Linked DNA regions of Mus musculus: region 2 is linked to region 1. The links are chromatin contacts, called in public promoter capture Hi-C maps. All regions are on one chromosome and are shown on one strand. The core of a region is the stretch at or near the end of the contact, and the rest is flanking DNA. Distances in the headings are between cores, read along the strand shown. Region 1 holds the start of Akt3 (thymoma viral proto-oncogene 3). Region 2 holds the start of Desi2 (desumoylating isopeptidase 2).

Region 1 (4,557 bases), core at 1,858-4,357:
AATTTATGTTGTGATACAATGGAATTAAATATGGGGAGTGTTTTGTACATTATAAAATGATATTCAAATGAAGTTATAATCATCAAATTCTGTAATAGTGTATCATGAGTGAAAATTCTTTACTATTGAATCTACTATGAATTTTGTGCGTAACTTTTTTATAAAAAGGAATGATAAAAATTAGATTATCTAGCATTGAAATATTAAATGCAGTTGACTTAAAAATAAACCATATTTTATGTTAACTGGAGATCATATTTCTACAGAAGCTACTATGGAAGGAGGGTGAAGCTTGCTTTACCATTAGAAACAGGTGACAACATGGCGCATCTTGTAAACTATTGTTTATAACTGTTGGAGACTGGAGAATGTAGGTGACTGGAACAGGAGAAATCAGTATGTGTACTGTGTAGGAGCCAATAGCATTGCTTTTACATAGAAAAGACAACATACTGCTAATCCAATAATTACATTTTAAAGTTTTGTTTCAAGATGGTACCGTTTTCGCCATTAGACACAGGAATAATTTTAAAAGTTGCATATTGTGATTATGGATAGAATTTAGGAACTGTTTAAGGTACAGTGGAATAAGACGACCTCTAATACTTAGTTAGGGTCAGTGACCTTGATAAAGTTTGTTTTAACTTAGTGTACATTTTAAAAATATAATCCTAATATAAGCATTGATCTCTCTCTCTCTTTCTCTCTCTCTCTTTCTGTGTGTGTGTCTGTCTCTCTCTCTCCCTTCTTCCCTCCCTCCTTCCCAGAATCTAGTTTTCAGAAAAAGTCTATTATAAGATTCATTGATTTGGATCGATCTGGTTCAATTTCAGGAAGACTTATATTCTCTTAGTGTTCTTCATAAGGATATTCCAATATAGTTTATTTTAATTGGAAGTATTGATTGGCTATATCTATTTATTCTACCTTTACTCCTAAGAATGATACAGGTTCTCTTTCCTTCAGCTTATATACTTGAGAGAGAGGGAGGGAGGGAGAAAGAGAGAGAGAAGGGGGAGAGAGAACATGAGTGTGAACAGTTGATCGATCTTACTAGAGATGGAGCTCATTTGTGAAAGTAGAACTGACAACAACTCAGTGCAGCTATGATGGCAGCATTTGCACTAGTCTTTTCTAGTATTTAACTTACAATTCCTTATGCATTATATGGAGTTAGCACTTTCTTTCAAACTTTTTTCCTAGCGATTTTTTTTCTAGCTCTATAATATGTAGTCAGTTGGGTTTTTCACGATATGATGTCAATCAAAATAAAATATTTTGATGCTATACTCTAGAGCTTTTATTTTTTTTCCTGTTTGTATTGTTTTTAATGTGAACTGGGTATTACTTTAAATAATATGACTGCTTCCTCTGTCAGTACTCAGTGTGGGAATTATTGGTAAATTATCTCTTATTTTAGAATATTTAATGTTAGTAGAGATATTTCATGGGGACAAAATTGTAAACATTTCCCAAACAACTTTAACAAAGGACTTACTTTATCTAGTTTCTTTTAGTTCAACACTCTATCGAACAATCATAATTTTGGGAAAGAGACCCAGATTACAGTATCCTTCTTTATTCTGCAGCAACACATCCCCATAATTATGATTTTGAGTAGTCCTGTCCCTGTCTTTATGTATTGTGCATGACATATGTGCAGAGCCCATGAGAGGGTGGTCTTCTGTGGAGCCTTTGTCAGGTTGTATAGAGGATGTCTATTTTTGGTCACTGATTGATGAACGGGTAGAATTTGCACATAATTTGTATTGGAAGAGGAATTGTAATCTAGTTAAGTACTATCTGGGAATTCAACCTTGAATTTAATTCTATACATATTTATGAAGGTCCGACTTCATAGAATAGTACAATTAGTCTATGTACCTATTTTTTTTTTCTGTTTACTTAAAGTTTATGTTGTGTGTCACTTAAGACTGGTTATCTGGCCCATATTTTTGCAAATGTGGAAGCACTTTCACAAAGTTCTGTGGCAACATTTCCCCTCTTAGATTGGTAGGGACAATAATAGTGCAGTTCATTAAGCTTATTGCTCTATGTAAGGATGCCTTGAAGAAACCTTTTACTAAGTTATCATGTAAAGACCTAGGGGATAAACTTCTGGTTAATATCTTAGGAAACACTGTTTTCTTCTCAGCAGCTCTCGTCTTTTTTGTATTACAGACATTAATACTGAAACCTATCATGGTTTTGAATTAGCAGTTTTCCTAAAACATTTCATTCCAAATTTTTGACTTTCACAAGTAGAGTTTTGAAATGAAGAGTGCCAATTTAGGAGTGAGGTACTCCAAATTCAGATTTTGGCTCTACAGCTTACTACCTTGAAATCTAGCAATTAGTTATTCTCTTTGAGCCCCAGGCTCACAGTTCTGTGAAATGAAGGCCGAGTGTCCTAACAGAGTTGTAAAGATTATCAGAGAATGACAGATGAACAATTTTGGCATGTCTTTTCTACTTTTATATTTCCTTTGTTCTACTTTTTGTATCTACCCAAGGAAATAATGTTGTATACTTAATGTAATTTACCTAAAATATTTTTAGAACAAGGCAGATTATATGAATGTTAGTTTCTTGCAACATTGTATTTTACATAAAATAAAGCAATTAAAACTATAATGATTTTTGAAATTAAAGGGATGTGGGCCACTCAACTTTCATTCTTTCTCCCCTTCATCCCAAATACACAGTACAAAATGTGCTTTCTGTATATTTGTAGATCTGACAGTTATTTTGTTAGGACATTTAATTTCAGTCTCTTAAGTTAAATATTTCACTATCATTTAACATCTGCCACAAGACCAGAGCAGTGTATTCATAGAACCATTTATTAATCCCCCCATGTTTGAGAAGCTAGACTTTATGTGCGGTCAGGCCAATTGAAGACATTTACAAAGACTTAGTTGTTTGTTATTGCTATGTGAGTTCAAGAATGGAAAAAAAAAAAAGAAATTCTTTCTTCAATACTTCCTTCCAGGCTGAGTCATCACTAGAGAGTGGGAAGGGCGGCAGCAGCAGCAGCAGCAGCAGCAGCAGCAGCAGCAGCAGCAGCAGCAGCAGCAGCAGCGAATCCAAACCCTAAAACTGACCTGCAAAGCACCATTTCTCCAAGTTGGGGGGCTCAGAGGGGAGCCATCATGAGCGATGTTACCATTGTGAAAGAAGGTTGGGTTCAGAAGAGGGGTAAGTTAAGTGCTGAGCTGTGAGTGGGTGCTGAGAGTTGGTCTTTCCTCTGGCGCTGTTGAATCAAGTGGGAAGTGCTGTCTGATAGGGCTGAAAGAAACTTTACCATGTATGTTAGGAGTCTGCTTATTTAGGGATTTCCTTCTAATTCTTTTTTTTTTGTAGTTTATAATTATGACGTTAGATTTTTGCATGCATGCATGTTAGTAATGTATTTTTCTATAATGTCTTCAGATTCAACAGACTTTACAGAATTTAACATAGAAATGAACTCTTGTGTCTATAAATGATATATTGATATTTAGATAAAAATATGGCTCTGTGTAAATTTGTATGGTAGCATAAAGAATTAATATAGTAAGGCGAGGGCTTACATTTAAACTGTTAGACTAAACAGACCCATAAATTAGGTAAATTAAAGCTCTTATATAAAAATTCAAATGTGGACAGTGATTTTTTTTGTTTAATTTTATATTTTTTGTTTACATGATCTACTTTTACTGTATATTTCCTGTCCACTCTTTTTTGATAAAGGCATTATTTTTATTATTAAATAACTGCTATAAAATTTAGTTTATAATGTGAGTGATCACCTCCTTACTTAATCTATATGTTTATTAGAGATCTGGACTTTAGGCTAGTTGCTCAGCAATTATACCTGTCTACGTACATGGCCAGATTCAGTAGACTGAGGAATCCTTTTGGCCCTATTTGAGAGTTGAAAGTTACCTCTAACCACTGACTTTCATTTCTTTGAAAATCTTTGGTTAATGCTTAGGCTAAAGAGCTGTTGTCAGTTTTTAAATGGAATTTTAAAATAGGCCTTATCAAGTTATAATTTACATACAATAAATATTCCAAAAAACCCTTTTAATGGGTTGTGCCTTTTTATGGTGTACATTTGTGGTGATGTAACAAACACTACAGGCCTAAAATAGAACATTTCTATCACTCTAAAAAGTTCTTTCCATGTTGCTTTTAGTTCACTGCTTCTCTTTCAACTTTGGCAATCACCTGATGTGTTGTCTCTTACTATAATTATGATTTTCAAAGATTTCAGTTCAGTGGACTCATAAAACCCATGGTCTTTTGTGTCTAGTTTCTTTCCTACTCACACTTCACTGCTTTATCCATGTCGTTTATGTGAAAAGAAGAACTACTTCAGGAAATACTATTCTTCATTTATTTGTTTATTTTTAACTAATTTTCTTTTTGAAACAGAATCTCACTTTATACCCAAGTTGCAGTTAGACTTACTATGTAGCTCAGGTAGTTATTCAACTTGATGATTCTCCTGTCTAGGTCTCTTGAGAACTGGGGTTATAGGCATGTTTTACCACTCCTGGCTTTGTCTTTTTA
Region 2 (4,721 bases), core at 1,118-3,617, 940 kb before region 1:
TGGAGAGATGTCTCAGTGGTTAAAAGCACTGACTGCTCTTCCAAAGGTCCTGGGTTCAATTCCCAGCAACCACATGGTGGCTCACAATCATGTACAATGTGATCTGACGTGCTCTTCTGATGTGTCTGAAGACAGCTAGAGTGTACTCATACACATAAATCTTTAAAAAATATAGATATTTCAATATATATTCTCCAGAGTAAAACATATCCTGAGGAATAGTTTATAAGAGTCTTCACCAGTTTAAAAAAATCCAAAGTCTGATAGGCAAGAGGCAGTGAAATACTAAAAGGGCAATATTAAAGCTGACAATGGTGGTGTAGACCTTCAATCCCTGCAGAGGGGCAGAGGGGCAGAGGGGCAGAGGGGCAGAGGGGCAGAGGGGCAGAGGGGCAGAGGGTCTCTGAGAGTTTGAGGCCAGCCTGTTCTACAAAGATAGTTCCAAGATAGCCAGAACTACACAAACTCTGCCTCAAAACAACAACTAAACAACAACAGGGGGCAAAATTAATTAAGAAAAGATTCCCATGGAACACAAAAAGTTTAAATCCAGAGAATAATTTATTAACCAGTAGAGTAGGCTGTTAGTCATACAATACGCATGCTCTTCTCGAATCTCCTGCTCCAGTTATCCAACTTTTCCCTTCATGATTAACTTTTCCTAGTCTGTTACTCTACCTCTCATCTCCAGACTTACACTGGAACCTACTAGAAGAGAAACCTCGCTTCTAGTTACCAGCAGACCATGCCCTGTCAACGTTAACTTCTAGATATAGCATGAGGAATCCTTTTCTATCAATAGCTCCCTGTTCATTTAAAAATTTATAAACAATACAAAGAAGAAAGAGCTTAGAGCTGTAATTAAGAGCCAAGACTTCTTACTGTTGAATTTCTTCTAAGTACTTTTAAGCCAACAGAAATAATGCTGGAGAAATTTCATGTGTCAATGCATAGCCAAGAAATTTCAGGCTTTTCAGGGGAAGGCTATCCTTTACAAAACAAAAATTAAGTAACCAAAGGAGAGTGAACACACCCAAACGTAGCCTCCCTGCGGCGATCATTCTCTACCAGGTGCTTCTTCTAGGGGTATTATTGCACTTGGAACCTGAGGGGATCCAGCCTTTGAACCCTAGCCTGAATGTTTTCAGTTCTTCAAAGTTAGATGACATAATAAACAAGGCTGTCTTTCCCTCTCTAGCGGTCACGTCATCCACCTGTTGCATCACCTGGAAAGTGGCCTTCGGATTCTAGGATCACCTCTGTGATCGCTAAATAATTCAATGGCGCTATTTTCTACATAAATTTTCGCTTCTTTCATTTTTATGAGGATGCCTTGGAGGTGAGGGTGTATTGGCTCCGGTTCACCTCTGGGGAGACGCTAGCATCCGCATCGAAGCTGTGACTTTCTAGACTTGAAGGGCTTGAGAGTTGTCGGAAGCCTCGAGCATTTGGAGACAGACAAGGGCCAGCAGGAGCAGGGCAGAGGGGAGCTGAGCAGCTTAGAGGCCAGGTGGCAGTTGGGAGGGAGGTCGCCCTGCGACCGAAGCTTCGCGGATAGGACACGGCTCATCCGCCCAGGGGTCGGGCCCACAGCCAGGGGAGCTGAGGGCTGGGACGAGGCTCGAGCCCAAGCCCTCTTTCGGACTGACTGGGACACCTCCAGGAGGCGCGCGGGCCAGTCTCGGGATTAGAAGACAGCGCGACTGTCCCCTCCCCCCACCCCTGAGAACTAAGCTGGAGGCGGAGGCGCGAGGCAGGAAGCACCGGGCCGGGGTCCCGACCCCTGACAGGGCCGGCCAGCGCGGGCCGCCAGGGGACGCACTCACCATGTCGTAGACGTTGAGCACCACTAACTGGTTAGCCCCCATCCTTCTCCCCACGGCCGCCGCCTCGTCCTCCAGCCGCTCGGTCTCCGCGGGGCGGAGGCCGCTGCCACCCCCGCGGGCGCCTCAGGCAGGGCTCGAGCCGGGCACTAAGCGTCCAGCCCGGCCCACCGCAGCCGGGGCGGAAGCATCCGGCAGCCGGGACCGCTCCCGGGAGACGCTGTCAGAAACCTGTACGAGGACCCGGCCAGACAGGTGGAGAGGCAGCTCCAGCTCAGGCGCCTCCCCTCGGCCGCAGACACGTGGGGGAAGGCGGGGCCTGGGCGAGGGGCGGGCTTTAGGCACCCTGGAGGCGGGGCCGGCCAGGATCCAGGGATGAGCCCGCCTGCGCGTTGAGGCTCTCAGGCTCTGCAGCTGGAGACCTAAAATGGCGACAGGCCGGATGCCTCTTCACCCTGGTGGCTCGAGGTCGCAGAAAGACTACCGTTCCCAGAAAGCAGAGGGAGAACCCGCGATTCCTATTGGGCGTGTAAGCAGTCTGACTACATATCCCAGCATTCACCAGGATATTGTAGGCACTCACGTCTCCCTGGGAGACTACAGTTCCCAGAAAGTCCTGCGAAGAGTTTGTCAGGGGAACCTTCGCTGTTCGTCCTTGGCGAGCAGAGACTCCATTTGCCTTTTAGTTTTCAGTGCTGTTTCTGGTGTTTGTAGCGTGAGATGTGAATCCAACGCAATGTGAAGAAGTGATGACTAAGTTTTCCAAAGCCCTTCTGCTTTTTTTTTAATTTTTGAAAATATAGAAGTGAGGCAATAAAGGGAGGAAGGTTACCCTTGTAAAAGTAGGATGTAAGAAAGTCTCCTTTAACCCTCAAAACGGAATTCACATTTCGTGAATGACAGAAAGCTAGTCAAATATAAGAGAGCCAAGAATTCCAATTAGAGGAGACAAAAGTACATAGACATAAGACATGTTTTTTGTACTTAAGGAACAAAATAAAAGTTCTCTGTGGCTAGAATATAATGAGCAAAGAGGTGATCTGTGGACAGGCAGTTAACTGGTCAGAAGACATCCTGAGTTTTCAGTTAGCTGAGATTGAATATCTATTTTACATTTTAGATTTATCAATTGTGTGTGTGTTTGTGTGTCTCTGTGTGTGAAAGAGTGAAAGAGACTGAGAAAGACAGAAGACAGAGACAAAGACAGCAAGGGGTGCAGGTGACCAAAGAGGACAGAGGGCAGGGATGCTCTGCAACCGAAGTTATAGGCTGCTGTAAGTTGCTTGACCTGAGTGTTGGGAACCAAACTGAGATCCTCTGCAGAGCAACAAGTACTTTTAGTGGGCAAGCCATCTCTCCAAACTCTGAGGTTGGATTTTAAATGAAGAGTTGGTAGGGTTTGAGCCAAGGAACGACATGAATATGTACATAAGTCTCTTAAAAGATTGCTTGAGAGCTAGAGAGAAAGCTCAATGCTTAAGAGTACTGGCTGCTCTTCCAGAGGTCCTGAGTTCAATTTCCAGCAAACACATGGTGGCTTACAACCATCTATATTTGGGATCAGATGCCCTCCTCTGATATGTCTGAAGACAGATATGATGTACTCAGATAAATAAATAACTTTAAAAAATTAAAAATTGCTTGAGTTTCTGTGTGAAATTTTAATGAGGCAAGGGAAATAGAAACATGACCATTAACGTGGTAAATTGTAAAAGTGGCTTCTCAAATTATATATGACCTTTGATGCCTCTCTCTACTGTCTTTAGCAAGCTTTGGCTTGATTTGGTCAATGGGTTATTAACAGATATAATGCAAGAGATTTAAAAGGCACTTTGGATTTGTGGCTTGGTTTCTTCCTCATCTTGGGAGTCTAGTGACCAGCCTTATATTAAAAAGTGTGGACATTAAATTTGTTGGGGGAGTTAGGGGTAGTCTCAAAAATAGGTCCTGGATGTTTGACAAATTTGGGTAGATAGTATGTTATTCATAATATATCAAACATTTGAGGGAGAAGCAGGTTAGAAAGGGAAATGAAATTACTGTTAGGTCATGTTATATTTTCAGTGCCTTTTAGAGTCTCATGAGATGTTGAGTAGGCATTTGCATAAATGAAATGGAGTCACAACCATTAATCTGACTAAAATAAACATTTCAGTAGAACTTAAAGCCTAGAGACTTGTTGGGCAGTCTTTCTGTTGCTGTGATAACACCTGCTCTGACAGAAAGCAGCTTAGGGCAGAACAGGTTTAGGGGTCACAGTCTATCACAGAAGGAAGTCAGGACAGGGCAGGAACTTAAAGCAAGCACCTTGGAGGAGCAGTGCCTGCTGGCTCAATCACTGGTTTATGCTTGGCTAGCTTTTTTAAGAAACTCAAGACAACCTCTCCAGGGGATGTAACACCCAGGGTATACTGGGCCCTCTTATATCAATTAGTTAAGACAATACCCACAGGCTAATTTGATAAAGGTAATCCGTTAATTGGAACTTCTTTTGCAGATGACTATAGGCTATGTGAAATTAAGGGTTGAAGCACTAGGAAATATTGAAAAAATGCAGCTGGAAAGAAATATTAAAAGGGGGAGGAGGTGGGAGGTCAGGCTAAAGAAGGCAATATGGGGAGGACAACTAACATGAATAGCCTTTGGAAAAACCATATGGAAATGTACTATTGTAAAAGCATCATAACATTATTTAACATTACTCTAACATTACACTATTGCCAAGTCTATTGGTTACTATTTTTGTTTTGTTTTGTTTTGTTTTTTGAGACAGGGTTTCTCTGTATAGCCCTGGCTGTCCTGGAACTCACTTTGGAGACCAGGCTGGCCTTGAACTCAGAAATCTGCCTGCCTCTGCCTCCCAAGTGCTGGGATTAAAGGCGTATGCCACCACCACCT

The links. Promoter capture Hi-C pulls out the DNA fragments that hold promoters and counts their contacts.
Region 2: a contact with region 1 is called in a promoter capture Hi-C map of the HPC-7 cell line, with 2.3 times the contacts expected there. The contact joins the promoter of Desi2 here to the promoter of Akt3 in region 1. A contact is called at or near these places in 3 of 39 promoter capture datasets (the 3T3-L1 cell line, the HPC-7 cell line and pre-B cells) and 1 of 115 datasets of contacts at active chromatin or transcription factors (microglia).

What each region holds. Positions count from the first base shown.
Region 1 is chr1:177,247,317-177,251,873 of GRCm38.p6, reverse strand. Akt3 (thymoma viral proto-oncogene 3) reads left to right here and starts at 3,107. Exons shown (of 13, transcript NM_011785.4): 1 at 3,107-3,198. The coding sequence starts at 3,153.
Region 2 is chr1:178,185,063-178,189,783 of GRCm38.p6, reverse strand. Desi2 (desumoylating isopeptidase 2) reads right to left here and starts at 2,367. Exons shown (of 5, transcript NM_024282.3): 1 at 1,827-2,367. The coding sequence starts at 1,868.